2 separate regions of the Muntiacus reevesi genome follow, and region 1 is linked to region 2. Evidence: chromatin contacts called from public Hi-C data. All regions are on one chromosome and are shown on one strand. The core of a region is the stretch at or near the end of the contact, and the rest is flanking DNA. Distances in the headings are between cores, read along the strand shown.

The links. Hi-C and Micro-C count contacts between places; a contact is called where the count stands out from the background.
Region 1: a Hi-C map of muscle shows a contact between it and region 2, with 6 times the contacts expected there. The contact joins the promoter of CPNE3 here to the promoter of RBIS in region 2. A contact is called at or near these places in 2 of 3 Hi-C or Micro-C datasets (blood and muscle).

What each region holds. Positions count from the first base shown.
Region 1 is chr12:5,550,889-5,558,132 of mMunRee1.1, reverse strand. It overlaps CPNE3 (copine 3), which reads right to left and starts at 4,954. Exons shown (of 17, transcript XM_065902548.1): 1 at 4,821-4,954.
Region 2 is chr12:4,513,295-4,520,921 of mMunRee1.1, reverse strand. It overlaps RBIS (ribosomal biogenesis factor), which reads left to right and starts at 4,580. Exons shown (of 4, transcript XM_065902583.1): 1 at 4,580-4,745; 2 at 7,046-7,162. The coding sequence starts at 7,049.

The DNA of each region.
Region 1 (7,244 bases), core at 3,705-6,204, 1.0 Mb before region 2:
CTACCTTCTTCAATCTCCCAGAGGCTGGACCAGCCATCAGAAGGTCTCACCCTTCGCATTACCCAACGATGCCCAATTCTGAAACCATGCTTTCTAAAACCTGGTTCCCTTATTTCTCCTCTTAGCTGGGCACATGTACTATTTAATTAGGCAAGACACATGTTTTCACACTTTAACACTACATGCTCCTCTCTCGTTCATGGTGAACAGTGATAATGAAAATTCTTTCCTCTTAGAGCTGCAACAACTACAGTTTAAAACCTTCCTTGGTCCTCAAGGTTTAAAAGTTTGTCATGTTGAGAAAGGACTTGGGATGTTATACATTTCCTGATTTCAAGAATATTCGTTTTCTGGATGCCAAGCACACACATTTCATCGGTTTTAACTTTCTGGCCAATCACTTTCTATTTGCCAATCATGAAGAGTTTAATAGTGCTGTTCATTCACTCCACACTCATTCAACAAATACAGACGCCTTTGTGTCAGACACTATTCTAAGGGATTAGGAGACAACAGTGAGCAAAGCGGACAGAGATCCCTACTCTCATGTGATTCCACTGTAGGGAGATATCCAGTGTGCTAGGTGAAGGTAAGTGCTAGACAGAAATAAAGCACAGAGGGGAACAAGAAGTGTTGCAGATGGGTGTAATATTTATATGTTTATCAACTTATTTTGACAACATCATTGAAAAAACTTTTAAAATTTTCCCTTCTTTTTAAGAAAATCCTGACTACTGAGCAGATTGTACACTGTTTTTTTTTTTTCGTTAAAGGTTTTTAGGGAAGATGAAACCTTAAACTGGGAGTGTGGATGTTAGGTTGTATCTAACAAGCAGTGCGTTATGAAAGTGTGTGATAAAGGTCCTGCCGGTGAAATAACATGCTGGAGAAGAGCTGGAGACTTGGGTTACTTCCTACATGGCTCACTCAAGGGGTGTTCTTCCCTTGGACCTGGAATGCAGCCTCTAGAGAAACACTTTGTTCTTACAAGGTAATTTACATATTTGCTTTCTGTTGAAATAACTGAAAATGTTAAACCTAACAGTTGTTTTTGTCTTATATAGCATCATATATATTTAGGTTGTATATTTTTATTGCTGCTGTTGTTCAGTGACTAAGTCACGTCCGACTCTTTGATGATCTCATGGACTGTACCCTCCAGGCTCCTCCGTCCAGGAGATTTCTCAGGCAAGAATACTGGAGTGGGTTGCCATTCCTTTGCCAGGGGATCTTCCCAACCCAGGGATCAAAGCCACATCTCCTGATTGACGTTTATATTTTTTTTAACCACTGAGTCACCAGGGAAGCCCGTTTTTGTTTTTTTTTTTTTTTTAATATAAAATAAGTCAAATACCAAGAAAGGTGGTGAAGGAGGGAAGACAAGTTTCTCCTTACAGTTTCAGATATCTATTTTAACATGTTCCATCTATCACCTTAGGGTCTCGAGATATCTATTTTAACATGTCCCATCTATCACCTTAGGGTCTAGAGACATGGTAAACTAAATTCTCAAAATATTGAAGTAGCCTGGTGACAACACATATCGCAACCACACTTTTGCTTTGGTAATTTTCACAGGAACCAGACATAATACATCCACTTGGTACATCCAAGTGTACCATCCATTTCAAAATTGAAATTACACACATTTCAAAATTATTTGCTAAAATGAATATGCAGTATTTCCTTCTATTTTCATGGGGAAACTGTGTTAGTATGCTAGCCATCTAATTTATATTGGTAAATTTGACTATCACATAGACTAATTTTAACATCTTTTTAAAAATTATGACTGCATACTCACGAACTGTTCTATATTAAAAGAGTAAACAGTCTCTCCAAAAGAGTCCCATTTTCTCCCCATTTCGGCTTCCAAATAGATTTAAATGAGAATAACTGGCTTAAATGTAGGTATAATCTTACTTAAATATATATAGTGGTGATCATTTTATAATGTAATGTATAAAAATATTGAATCACCGGTACACCTAAAATTAACATAGTACTGTAGATCAATTATACTTCAATTAAATAAATAAAATGTATATATGTCTGCCTTTGATCATCATATCAGAAACTCAAATAATATAGTCAAATCAAATCTATGATACTTTACTTTTAGGTATTAATTTAAACCTTCTTCTTGGGCAACCTTTTACTAAACCTTCTGCCAAATATTCTACTTAATTGTCTGGACTTTAACCAATTAGCAATCCTTATAAGGTAAGAAAGAACTGGAAGGGAGAATATTGGTGCAAAGGAAGCTGGCCCATAGGGTGAAGGTAATAATGGGTAAATTAAAGGAAAGGCCAGATTTGGACTCTTCAACTTGTTGAATGCCACCAACAGAAGTAGTATTAATCCTTGCTAAGAGATCTACCTAAAAGATCATGCTTTTGAGGTGCAATAGTAGCTAATCACAATTCCTTAAAGGTCAAGTGTTATTTAATCCAATTTCACATCCTACACTAACTCTCTAGGTTTTGCTGACAGGCATATTTTCCAGTATAGCAAATCACTGGCTAAATAAAGTTTTGAAAAAAGAAAGAGAAAAGTAAATGATAATAGTAAGGGGAAAAAAAATCACAGGACTCACCAGAAACAAAAGAGGGCAAGTAAACTATGCCTAAAGCAACACCAAGAACTGACAGGAGCCAGGCTGCAGTATGAAATGGGTGCAGTAGGAACCCACGCTACAGAGGAAATACTCAGGGGAATAGGGCTAGCACTGTAAAGAGGATGTACAAATTTGCAACACTTAGGCTGCCTTAAATTTAAGTGGAAATGAAGATCATTGTCTATAAAGTGTCCACAGCTATAGGTAAAATTAGGAGAGGTGTCTAGTCATTTATCAACACTTAAAAGGCAAAAAGATGCTTTGTTTTCCCCAACCTAAACTCTCCTGTCCTTCTCCTTTCTTCAGGCGCTGGATCTGAGAGAAGAAATTCTGAAAGAGAACCGCACAGTTGACGGGGAGGTAACCCTAACCCTAACCCTAACCCTAACCCTAACCCTAACCCTAACCCTCACAGGCGGGGAGCCTCAGCACGGTCCCATCCAGACACTTCTCAGAATGCTTGCAGCCCAGAGTGGGATGTGTTTTTCCAATTCATCAGCTATAACGAACTGCCTTTTAAAAAGTTCTCATGAAAGCAAAAGAGCGGCCCTCGGCACCACGGATTAATCCATTGGCGTGCCTACAATTGCCAGCATCCGTGCCATCTGTCCTGGTTTCCGTTCTGATTCTTTTCTGCCCCCCTCTACCTGTGCTCTCAGTCCATACAAGTTCTGTCAGGCTCCGGCTGGCAGCGCTCAGAGCTGCAGTTTGCTGTCCACAATTAATAATAGCAGGATATATGTTGCTATATATAGTTCATGACTATGTGCCAGACACTTTGCTAAGTGTGGTCCAAAAATGATCTTATTCAATCTTCATAACAACCCTATGACATAGGAGGTATTTTATCTCTATTTTATAAGTGCAGAGACAGGCCCTAAAAGGCTAAGCAACCCGCCCAAGGTCATACAGCTAACAAATCTCAAACAATAGATCTCAAATCTAGGTATCCATCTTACCCCAAAGAGTAATAATATTTTTCGTTGTTGTTTAGTGGCAAAGTCGTGTCTGACTCTTTTACGACCCCATGGACTGTAGCTAGCCAGGCTCCTCTGTCCATTGGATTTTTCCTGGCAAGAATACTGGAGCAGGTTGCCATTTCCTTTTTCAGAGGATCTTCCCAACCCAGGGATTGAACGCTCCTCTCCTGCATTAGCAGGATTCTCTACCACTGAGCCATCAGGAAACCCCAATAACGTTTTTTAACATTAAGCCATAAAGCCTGGGTGCAGAAATCATACAGGTCTGAATTTCAGCTCTAATGCTACTACCACTTAACACTTGTGCAATTTGGAAATGTATGCAATCTGAGTTTCCTCGAGTATGAAATGAAATAGCAACACTATTTAAGCTGATGGCTGCAAGCATTAAGTGAGCTAACATACACGAAAGTTGTCCAGCAGGGTTTGTGCCGTCCTGTAAGCAGTACTCGGCGTACTCAGTGCCGCTCTTCCTCCTACCTGATTAGCAGTTACAGAGGCAGCCACGAAAACATAATCCCGAGGACAAACAGAAAGTGTGGATCCCAGGCAACGTCAGTGATAGGTTTGCTCGGTCTCCCAGAGGTTCTGGTAATGCAAGACAAACCTAACCGCACTTCCTCCACGCCCTCGGTGAGCCCAAAACACTAAACATCAGAAATTCGAAGCTGGAGCCGGAACTGGAGCCGCTAGGATACGCCTTCCCGCAGCCTTCTGCGTTACCCCCAGGCGGAGTCGCTTCTGTCCACCCCACGATCTGGAAGCTCCCCTAGGGTCCTCCGTTACCGAGCGCGCCCCCCTCCCCCCGGTACTCAGGAAGCGCAGACCGGGCCGCGAGTCCGCGTCTCTCCCCGGGCCGCAAGCCCACCACCCCGCCGGGGGAGGCTGGGGGGTCCCGGGCAATCGACGCTAAGCGCAGGCGGCGCCTCGCGGCCAGGAGCTGAGCCCGGAGCTCCTGGAGCTGCCCCGGGAGACGCTGGGCAACTCTGGGCCTGGGCCGGTCGCCGACCGCGCGTCCAGCGGCTGCGGAGGCCCCAGGCGCCCGGCCGAGCCAGGGCCGCGCGGAGCCCAGGAAGCGCCCGCAGGGCGAGGGCGGCCCGGCCCAGTCGCGCGGAGCCCGCGGGCCCGGCTCTCCCGACCTGGCCCTTCTCCTCCCCAGGGCACCGCTGGGTTCCGGGTGCCCCGCCACGCCGGGCCCGAAGCAGAGGAGAGTGCGCACTCACGGCTCGGCCACAGGGATGGGCGTCACTCCGCAAGGACCGGGCAGGCGGACACCGCACAGTCTCCCCGCCGCGGTGAGTCTAAGGAAACCCTGGGGATCGGCCGAGGGGCGGGGCGGGGCCAGTCGAGGGGCGGGGCAGGGCCGAGGGGCGGGGCAGGGCCGAGGGGCGGGGCAGGGCCGAGGGGCGGGGCAGGGCCGAGGGGCGGGGCAGGGCCGAGGGGCGGGGCGAGGGAGGGCGGGGCTGGGGTGGGCGGGGCAGGGGCAGGCCGGGGCGGGACTGAGGGGCGAGGCGAGGCTGCGGCCGGCCTAGCGAAGAGGCGGGGATGCGGGGCGGGGCCTGGACAAGGGGCAGGGCGGGGCTGATGGGCGGGGGGGCGGGGCGGGGCGGGACGGGGCGGAGGCTGAGGGACGGGGCGGGGCTGAATCCGGCTCCGCCCACCCCGGCCACCACCTGCCGGGAACTCTGATTGGTTTCTTTACTGAAAACCCCTAGTCGACTTCAGGCCTTTAAAATTAAGTTATCCGGTACACCAAAATAAATTGCTGAAAATATAAGGATTTACATTTGAGAAAATTTAAACCGCATGTGAGCCAGGAAAGAATAAGTTTCAGCATGAAAGTAGACAAGTGCTAACTCCTAACCACTATTACGTTGAGAAGACTCTTGAGAGTCCCTTGGACTGAAAGGAGATCAAGCCAGTCCATGCTAAAGGAAATCAGTCCTGAACATTCATTGGAAGGACCGATGCTGAAGCTGAAACTCCCATCTTTGGTCACCTGATGCAAAGAACTGACTCATTGGAAAAGACCCTGATGCTGGGAAAGATTGAAGGCAGGAGGAAAAGGGGACGATAGGGGATAAGATGGTTGGATGACATCACCGACTCAGTGGACCTGAGTTTGAGTAAACTTCGGGAGTTGGTGACGGACAGGGAGGCCTGGCATGCTGCAGTCCATGGGGTTGCAAAGAGTTGGGCACGACTGAGAGACTGAACTGAACTGAACCACTGTAGTTAGAGTGCTTTCAATGTGCACACTATCAGAATTATTTGATTTCTTAATTTCATTCAGTCCTCACAGTTTTGTGACGTATTTAGTGCCATTATCCCCATTTTGCAAATGAGAAAAATACGACTAACTTGAGATTTGATAGCTAAGTAATTGGCCTACTGCCCGAATTCACAGATTCAAAGTAATCTCTAAGCGCACCACCTGACTGTGACTTGATGCTGCCTGAGATAAAACAAATTATCAGTATTATGGAAAACATTGCTACATTTGACTACTTGAAATTTGAACTTCCACCCAAGAGAAATGGGACCAAGATCAAGAGGCAAACATTAGAAAAAATATTTGCTACAAACCTAACTTTCAAAGAAAGGGTTAGTATCTTAAGTATAAATTGCTTTCAAAGAAATAGAAAAATGGGTAAAGGATAATTTTTTTAATTACAGAAGACATGGGAAAGTAAATAAAGAAGTACAGATTTCTAAACCAAGCTTTTCTTTTAATCAAAAAATATGCAAAGTAAACACTTCAACATAATTGTACCAAAGCAAGTGAAGATTCCTTCATTTATTCAACACCTCCGGGTCCTTGTTATGTGCCAAGCATTGTTCTATAGAGACCTGATAAACTAGTGACAAACAGAAGCTTCTATTCTAGAGGGAGAACAAATAATAAGTTATTAAAAAATAATAATAATTTCAGATAATCATAAGTGCTGTGAAAGAAAAATAAAAATGGAGTCAGTGTTACTAAAAGAGCTTCCTAAAATGGAGCCAGGAACCCTTGAGGGAGTGAGACATGCACATCTCAGCTCAGGTGGACTCTTAGTAGGAGCATCTAGACCATCTGCCCAAAGTCCGTGAGACTCAAGGTATTTATCTGACCCTAGTGATAGCTCCCCATTAAGAACAAATATCTTCTTTTCTGCATCAGAATCAGCCATAATTCTCACCAGACAACTTTAACAACCTCGTAGTATCTGCCTTTATAAGCCCCTGACTCTTTTCTCCAGAAGCACTCTTCTGGATTTTACCCAAATCTCTGTCTCCCAAATTGCAATTCCTAAGACCCTTGAGTAAAGCTCTTTGTTGCAACCTTGGCTTGGGTTATTGTTCACAGTACTATAAGGAAAATGATACAGAGTAATGTGATAGAAGCTATGACAAACCTAGACAGTATGTTGAAAAGCAGAACCATTACTCTGCTGACAAAGTTCCGTATGGTCAAGGCTCTGGTCTTCCCAGTGGTCATGTACAATTGTGAGAGCTGAACCGTAAAGAAGGCAGAATGCCAAATAATGGATGCCTTCGAACTGTGATGCTGGAGAAGACTCATGAGAGTCCTTTGGACAGCAAGATGATCAAACCAGTCAGTCTTAAGGGAAATCAACCCTGATTTCCTTCCTTGGAAGGAAACT
Region 2 (7,627 bases), core at 3,331-5,830:
AGATGTAACTTTAGAAAGATACTAAGTATATTTTAAAATATGCTTAGTATGTATGTTTACATTTATAAATTATAAATTATCTAAAGAAAAATTCCAATTTTTAAGAAACAACAGTTTATCTGTTTAGGAAAAAAGGCTGCAAAGAAATAAATCTTTAGAAAGTTAAGTGGTGGAATTTATTCATTGTTCAAGAATAACTGTTGGGCTCCCTTTACGTGCCAGGCACTGTTACAGGCACAGGGGATACAGCTGCTGCACTAACCAGCTTCCAAGATAGTCTTCAACGATCCTCACCTAGTGTTCAGCTCCTTCTGTAGTCTCCTCCACTGGATAGGGCCAGCATGTGTAATTGTAAAAATTCAGTGGAAGCAAAGGTGTACAACTTCTGAGTCTAGGGCATAAGAGATATTGCAGTTTCTCCCTTGCTTTACTGGATCATTCAGTCTGGGACTAGCCTGCTTCCACAGCAGAGGACCCTCAAGTAGCCCAGCAGGGAAGTTCAGGAGAGGATTTGGGGAAACCTGGCAACAGCCAGCACCAGCTTGCAGCCATGTGAGTTGCTTTGCAAGGAAACCCTCCAGTCTCAGCCAAGCCCTCAGATGCCTGCAGCCTCGATCAACATCCAACTGAATCTCGTGAAAGACCCTGAGCCAGAACCATCAAGCCAAGTCTCTCACAAATTCCATGCCCACTGAAATCATGAGAAAATAAATGAAGACTCTTATTTGGAGAAACTCAGTTTTAGGGTGATTCATTATGCATTAGCGAACTAATACAGTAGCACACAAAACCAGATAAAATGCTCTGCCTTTATGGAGCTCACATTCTAGCAGGAGGAGATAGGTAATAGGCAAAGTAAATAGCATGGGATGCTACGTGATGATAATGGTGGAGAAGGAGGGCAGGGATGTGGGAGGAATTGGTATTTTACAGGGGTAGTCGTGAAGCCCTCACTGGAAACCAGGGCATATGAGAGAAGACCGGAAAGAGGGTCCCAGGTGGCACAGAGGTGAAGAATCTGCCTGCCAATCCAGGAGACGCAGGAGTTGGGTAGGAGTTGCGGGGGGTGGGGGGCGGGGTTAGATCTCTGGTTGGGAAGATCCCTTGGAGGAGGAAATAGGAAGCCACTCCAGTATTGCCTGGAAAATCCCATGGACAGAGGAGCTTGGTGGGCTACAGTCCATGGGGTTACAAAGGGTTAGACATGATTGAGTAAGCACACACTGAAAGAGAGGGAGGAGCTTTGCAGATATCTAGTGGGCGAGCACTCTGGGCAGAGAAGTAAGAAAACAGTCAGGGGTGGGGTGGGGTGTGGTGAGGGTGGGGAGAGGAAGGTTGTCAAACAGGACTTCACAGGCCATTGTAAGTACTTTGGCCTTTATCCCGAGTGATGTGGGAAGTTCTGGAACTTCTGAGCTAAGGAATGACATGATCTGATTAACATCTTAGCAGGATTCCTTCTGGGGTAGGTAGAGATTAAAGCAGGGGAACCAGTTAGGACGCTATTACAGTAATCCAAACGAGAGAAAGACTGGTGAGTTAAGGCAGAATGCAGTAACTGCTGGCTGTTCACTTCCTTCTTTATACTTTTCTGAATTTTCCGAATTTCCTCAAGTACTCTTCATGACTTTTCTAATCCAAAAGGAAAAAAATCATGAAATCCTTATAACCCTCAGCAAATTCCGTCTTATTTAACAAAATATAGATGATTACGTAATTCTTAGTAGGATTTCAGAACAAGAGAGTTCTGAACAAACAATACACAAAGAGAGTCGGAAACTGTCTACTTTAATTTAGATATGATCTTGGGTGGCCTGGGCCTGAATGCCTTGGGGCAGGGCTGGGGTTCCCAACCAGAGATGGAGGCTGCGTCACGGCAGCGAAAGCACCAGATCCCAGCAACTAGACCAGCAGTTAGTGACAAGGGCCCCAGCCCTTTGGCGTTGCAGAAAAGAACTTCCACAAAGACAGAAAGTGGTGAAGCAAGTAAAGCATTTCTTAGGAGGAACAAGTACAGTACATATGGATAGACACATGGGCAGACTGAGAGAGCACCCCTGAGTCGCGCCCTTGCGGCAGTTTACATCACTTCTGCGGGGCATTTCTCCCAGATTTCCTCTGGCCGCTCATCTTGACCTGCCTGGGTTCACAGTCCATATTCGGTATATCTCAGGATCTTTCCACGTGTGTGCACGCATCTTAGCCAAGATGAATCGTACCAAAAAGGCATCTGGGTAGAACAGCAACAGAGCCTTTTCTGTGCATGTGCGGCCAGGGAGGGTCTCCTGACTTTGGGACGAGAAACTTGTGGTCTGTGCAGGGTCCAATCTCCTCCCTTTGATTGCCCTGCTATTCTTGTCTTGGAGTTTTGGTCAGTAGAGAATGAATCTCTGATTGCTTTACCCTGGGGGGCCCATCTGCCTCCTGCCTCATATAGACTCTGAACAGAACCATATCAACAGAAAAAAATCTCAAAATCATTGCTGAACTTTATAGACAACTTGAGTGTTTACATTATCAATTAAACATGGTAATTACAAATCACAGCAGCCTTTAATTTTGCTTTAAACACTGTTGAAATTTGGAGTGCCAAATGATAATTTAATAGCTCACTGCCTCCTTTGCAGCTACCAATTTTCTGTGTTAAAAATGCATTTGCTAAATATTCCCCAATTCCTATAACTGTTAACCATTGCTTGCATTTTAACCTAGCATCACAAAAAATGTGAAAGGACTTCATGTACTCTTTGAATATCTTTATTGCCTTTGTGATAGGGATTTCACTGTTCCTCACCTTCAGATATTTCATATGCAAGCCATCCTTTGTAACTGTAATTAGCTCAGGTTCAGGATTTCTAGGCATTTGGCCAGGAGATTACTCTGAATAAAATCTGCTTAATTAAATTTAAAACATATTTGTCAAACACCTATCACTTCCAAGGAACAGTACTACAAAAAGCTAAAAAGAAGTGTTCTAAGTATTTTTCAGTCGTGCTAAAGACAGAGCTTTAAAGTCATTTTCAGTGTATTGGCTACAATCTCTTCTCTGCTTCTTATATTTAAGGAAATTTTATTTCATTCAGCAAATGTTTATGCCACACCTTCCATGCACTGGAAATAAGGAATCCTGCATGGCAATATAAAGGTGAATGAGTAGTGAACCTGGCCCCTGAAGAGGGCATGTACTAGCTGAGAGACAAACGTACATACCAGTAATATGATATTTGATTTAAATTATAGAAAATAAATAATAAAAATACAAAGCCTGTAATTCACCTCCTACAGCTTCAGAATACCCTAAGGAAGTGTCGTTTTTCCTTCACTGCAGAGTGCTAATACAGATATTTCCAGGAATCTGACCTAGACAAAAAGATGGAAGGTCCTGTCTGCTCTGCTCTACTTTATTATATAGAATGTTATAAATGCTTATTCTTAGTCTGAAAATAAATTCTTCTGTCACTGAGGGGTCAAAGGAATAAAAGACTCTGCATTCCTGTAATCAATCATGAAACTTTTCATGAAAATTGGCTCCTCACAAAAAATGCATTTTTCCTTGAAGGGTAGGTAGCTTTCAGGATTCTGGAGAGGGAAATACCCACTCCAGTGTTCCGGCCTGGAGAATCCCATGGACACGACTGGGCCACTCTCACTTCATTCCTGCTGCACGGCTTGTTTACACTTTCTTGCGCCTTTGCTGTTACGTCAGTTCTCATCCGCCTGAGGAAAGCACTGCAGCTCCGGCTCACTACAGTCTTCGCCTAGAAGTCCCAGTGCTAGCCCCGGATCCGCTCAGACCCTAGGCGCTCGGTGCCGCCCAGCGAGCCTGGGGCGCCCCCAGCGGCGCGCGTCCCGCGTCCCGCGTCCCGGGAGCGCGGCCCCGCCAGCCCGCAGGACGCGGCCGAAGGCCGACTTCTGTGAGACCGCCTTACGGCTCTGGTGACCAAGAGGCGCCGGCTGGTTTCTGTACGCGACTCCGCGCGAGGAGCTCGAGGCGCGCCGCGTCTTCCGCGTCTCCGCCGAGTAGAGCGCCTCAAGGCAGCATTGGGCCAGAGACGCTAACCGGCGGGACTTCACACGGCGGGCGTGACTTCGCCCTGTGGGCGGGGTTGCGCGGCCTTCGGGGGCTGGAGCTCTGCGCGCCTCGGCCGTGTGGGCGGCCCTACGCTCGGTGGGTGGGAACCAGCGTGGGGCGGAACCACGCCCTATGGGCGGGGCTTATATACGTCTGCAGCTCGAACTCTAGGACGGGACTACTCTCTGTGGGCGGGGCTTATCCTGTCTACCCACCGAGCTCTGCGACGGGACCACGCTCTCTGGGCGGGGCTTACTCTGTCTACCCACAGAGCTCTGGGACGGGACTTCGCTCTGAGAACGGGAATTCGTCCTGTGGGCGGGGCTGCGCGGCGCTCAGGGGCGGAAGCTCCGCGGGGCCTCGGTCCTGAGGGCGGTCCTACGTCAGGTGGGTGGGAACCTGCCCGTGGGTGGAACCACGATCAGTGGGCGGGGCCTATCGCCCTTTACAGACCAAGACCCTGGACTGGACCGCGCTCTGTGGGCGGGGCTTACCCCTGTCTACCCACCGAGCTCTGGGACGGGACCACGCTCTGTGGGCGGGGCTTCGCCCGGGGGCGGAACCGCGGCCCGAGGGAGGCCCTATGATCCCGGAACTTCCGGGTGTCGCGTGTGTATATGGCGTCGCCTGGAATCTGAGAGGCTACACGAGGGTGTCGGAGGCCTGGTGAGAGGTTAGTGAAGGACACTTCCCGGGCGCTGACGCGAAACTTCGCGGGGCTGGGGCAGGCCTGGTGGGCCGCTGCCGTCCAGAGGTCGGTTCGGCCGCCCGCTGTCTTGGGCGGCTGTCCTCGGCCGCCGGCCCGCGGGCTCAGGCCGGAAGGCCCGGTGCTGGGCCCTCAGTCCGGGGCGAGGGACCAGAGTACAGTCGTTGTTTTGTCATTCGTCTCCACGGAGTCGTCACGGACAACCCCTGTACCCGCCCTGCCCCCAGCTGAACTGTCACCTTCTTCACGAACCTTGCCCGAGTCCCCAGACCCGTTGGATCTTTCCGTCTGCTCACAACGCTTTATGTTACCAGACTCAGCCCCTGTCTATGCGTTTTGTGTTTGTATATGTTTCATATGATGCATATGAGTTCTGTACCGAATTTGGCACGTAGTAATTCGTTAATGAATGATCGGATTCTGGTTACTTATTGGAAGGATTTTAGATTAATTTGGGGTGGCTTTTTATGTGTATTTTCTGCTTGTATAATGCTCAGGTATTTTTTACTGTTTTCCTTTTTTTTTTTTTATTAGAAGGAGTACTATTCCGGTTCGGGAAGTTTTGCCGTCTCTGTTGTTTCCTTAAGTTGGACATTTAAGGAGGAGAGATACAATGTGAGCAAAGGAAGGAAAGGAAGAATGTGTAAAGTGTCTTCAGAGATTAGTTAGTATTCTAAGGTGGCTACAGAGATATAGCAGAAGATACCTTTGACACATTTATGCTAGAATCAGCTTTCCTGCAACATATCATGACAAAGAATATTGCTTCTTGTGGGTTGGAGGAGCCATTGAAGGATTTTAACATTGGGACAGTTCATTTTGTACCACTGTGCAGGATAGACTTGAATGCATATGGCTTAAGCCAGGGCTTCACAGTCTTTCTTTAAAGGGCCAAATAATAAGGATTTTTGGCCTTGTGAGCCACAGTTGTGGCAGAAAAGCAGCCACAGACAATACATACATAATTAAATGGACAGAGCTGCATTCTAACAGTCATTTGCAAAGACAGGTGCCTGACTTGATTTGGTCTGTGGGTAAAGTTTGTCCAACCCAGAGTCTAACCAAACAGTCCTAGGAACTAAAGCAATAACCCACTCCTGAACTAGGCAGTACTAAATCGTGGTTTTGTGTTGCTCTTTATGTATTTGTGAAGCCATATCACATGAGAGCTCAGGATCTAGTCTTCCTGGCTTTGAACTGTGGCATACCCTGACTACTAACAGTGTGACAATGGGCAGATTAACTTCTCTTTGCATCAGTTTTTTTATCCACAAAATGAGGATGAAATAATACCTCCCAAAGTGTTTTTGTAAGAAGTAAGTTAGTTGAAAAGCACATAAAATGTTAGCATAGTGCTCATACATGTAGTCAAAGCTTAATAAATCTTAACAATTAATATTTTTGAAATTGTTCCTCACATGCATTGTTAAAGACAGGTTTGAGAGATGTTTCTAAAATAGAATTTATAGGCTTAGTGTGTTTAGCTGTGGAACAAAAATAATATGTAAAATTTTTAGGCAAGAGCCATTCACACAGTAGTGACATGGAAGTCATGAAAATAAGGCTGGGATTTGGACATGCAAGATTAAGTACTGATTTTGAGGAGCTGGGCTTCCCTGGTGACTCAGAGGTAAATAATCTTCCTGCAATGCAGGAGACCAGAGTTCAATTTCTGGGTTGGGAAGATCTCCTTCAGGAGGAAATGGCAACCCACTCCAGTATTCTTCTTGCCTGGAGAATCCCATGGACAGAGGAGCCTGCAGGGCTGTAGTCCATGGGGTTGCAAAGACATGACTGAGCGACTAACTTTGAGGAGGTGCACACAGGAGTGAAAATGGGGCAAGTAAAAAGGAATGAAAGAAGGAAGGAGAAAGGAGTCAGTCTTAGAGTATGAAAGGAACCCCAGTGGAATACCACCATGTAAACTAGCGGAAGGATGGGTGGTGACATTAGCATTGTCAGAAAGTTGAAAAAAAAAACCAGTTGTTGTGTTGGTAATGTTAGTTAATGACTCTAACTGGCAGAAATTAATGTGGAGCCTCTTACGGTCCAGGTGCTGGAGATGCAGAAAAGAATTAGATACTCACTGCACTCAAACAGGAGAATCTGTAGGACCAAAAGACATGGAATTTAATACAAGTAGCAGTTTTAAAAATAATCAGGAGTAAGGTGGATCATCTTAATTGGTATCTTTATTTCCTAAATTTTAGTTGATTTACAGTTCATAAATGTGGGTAACTTAATTGAACTCATTCTTTTTTTCCTAGACAATGGCCAAGAACAAACTCAGAGGGCAGAAGTCCAGGAATGTATTCCACATAGCCAGCCAGAGAAGCTTGAAGGTTAAAAATAAAGCAAAACCAGTTACCACTAATCTTAAGAAGGTGAGTGTCACTGAAGCACTCTGCCTTTGCTGCCTACAAAAGCAAGATGATTTTAAGTATTTGTTTTAAAAAAGAAAAATGATGAAGAAAAATAACCTCCCTTTCTTGAATCCAAATGTGTGAAAGGAAAACATTTTAACTACAAACGTATGAGGCTCCAAGTAACAGTTAATTCTCAGAGACTGGAAATCAGAAAAAAAAAAACAAACACATTATGGAAAAATTCTCTCTAAATTCATATATATTCAAGAAGCTCTCAACAGAGCCAGGACATAAAATGTCAGTCAGCACCCATTCTTTTTATCCTCAGTAATTCTTATTTCTCTGTGGACATACCTAGAACTCAAATAAAAACCTGAAAATAGGAGATAAAATATTTTGTTTAAAATACAAAATGAAAAGAGTTGCTTTATTTTTTCAAAATATTTGGGGAATGAGAAATTTCTTCAAGATTAAGTAGACGCC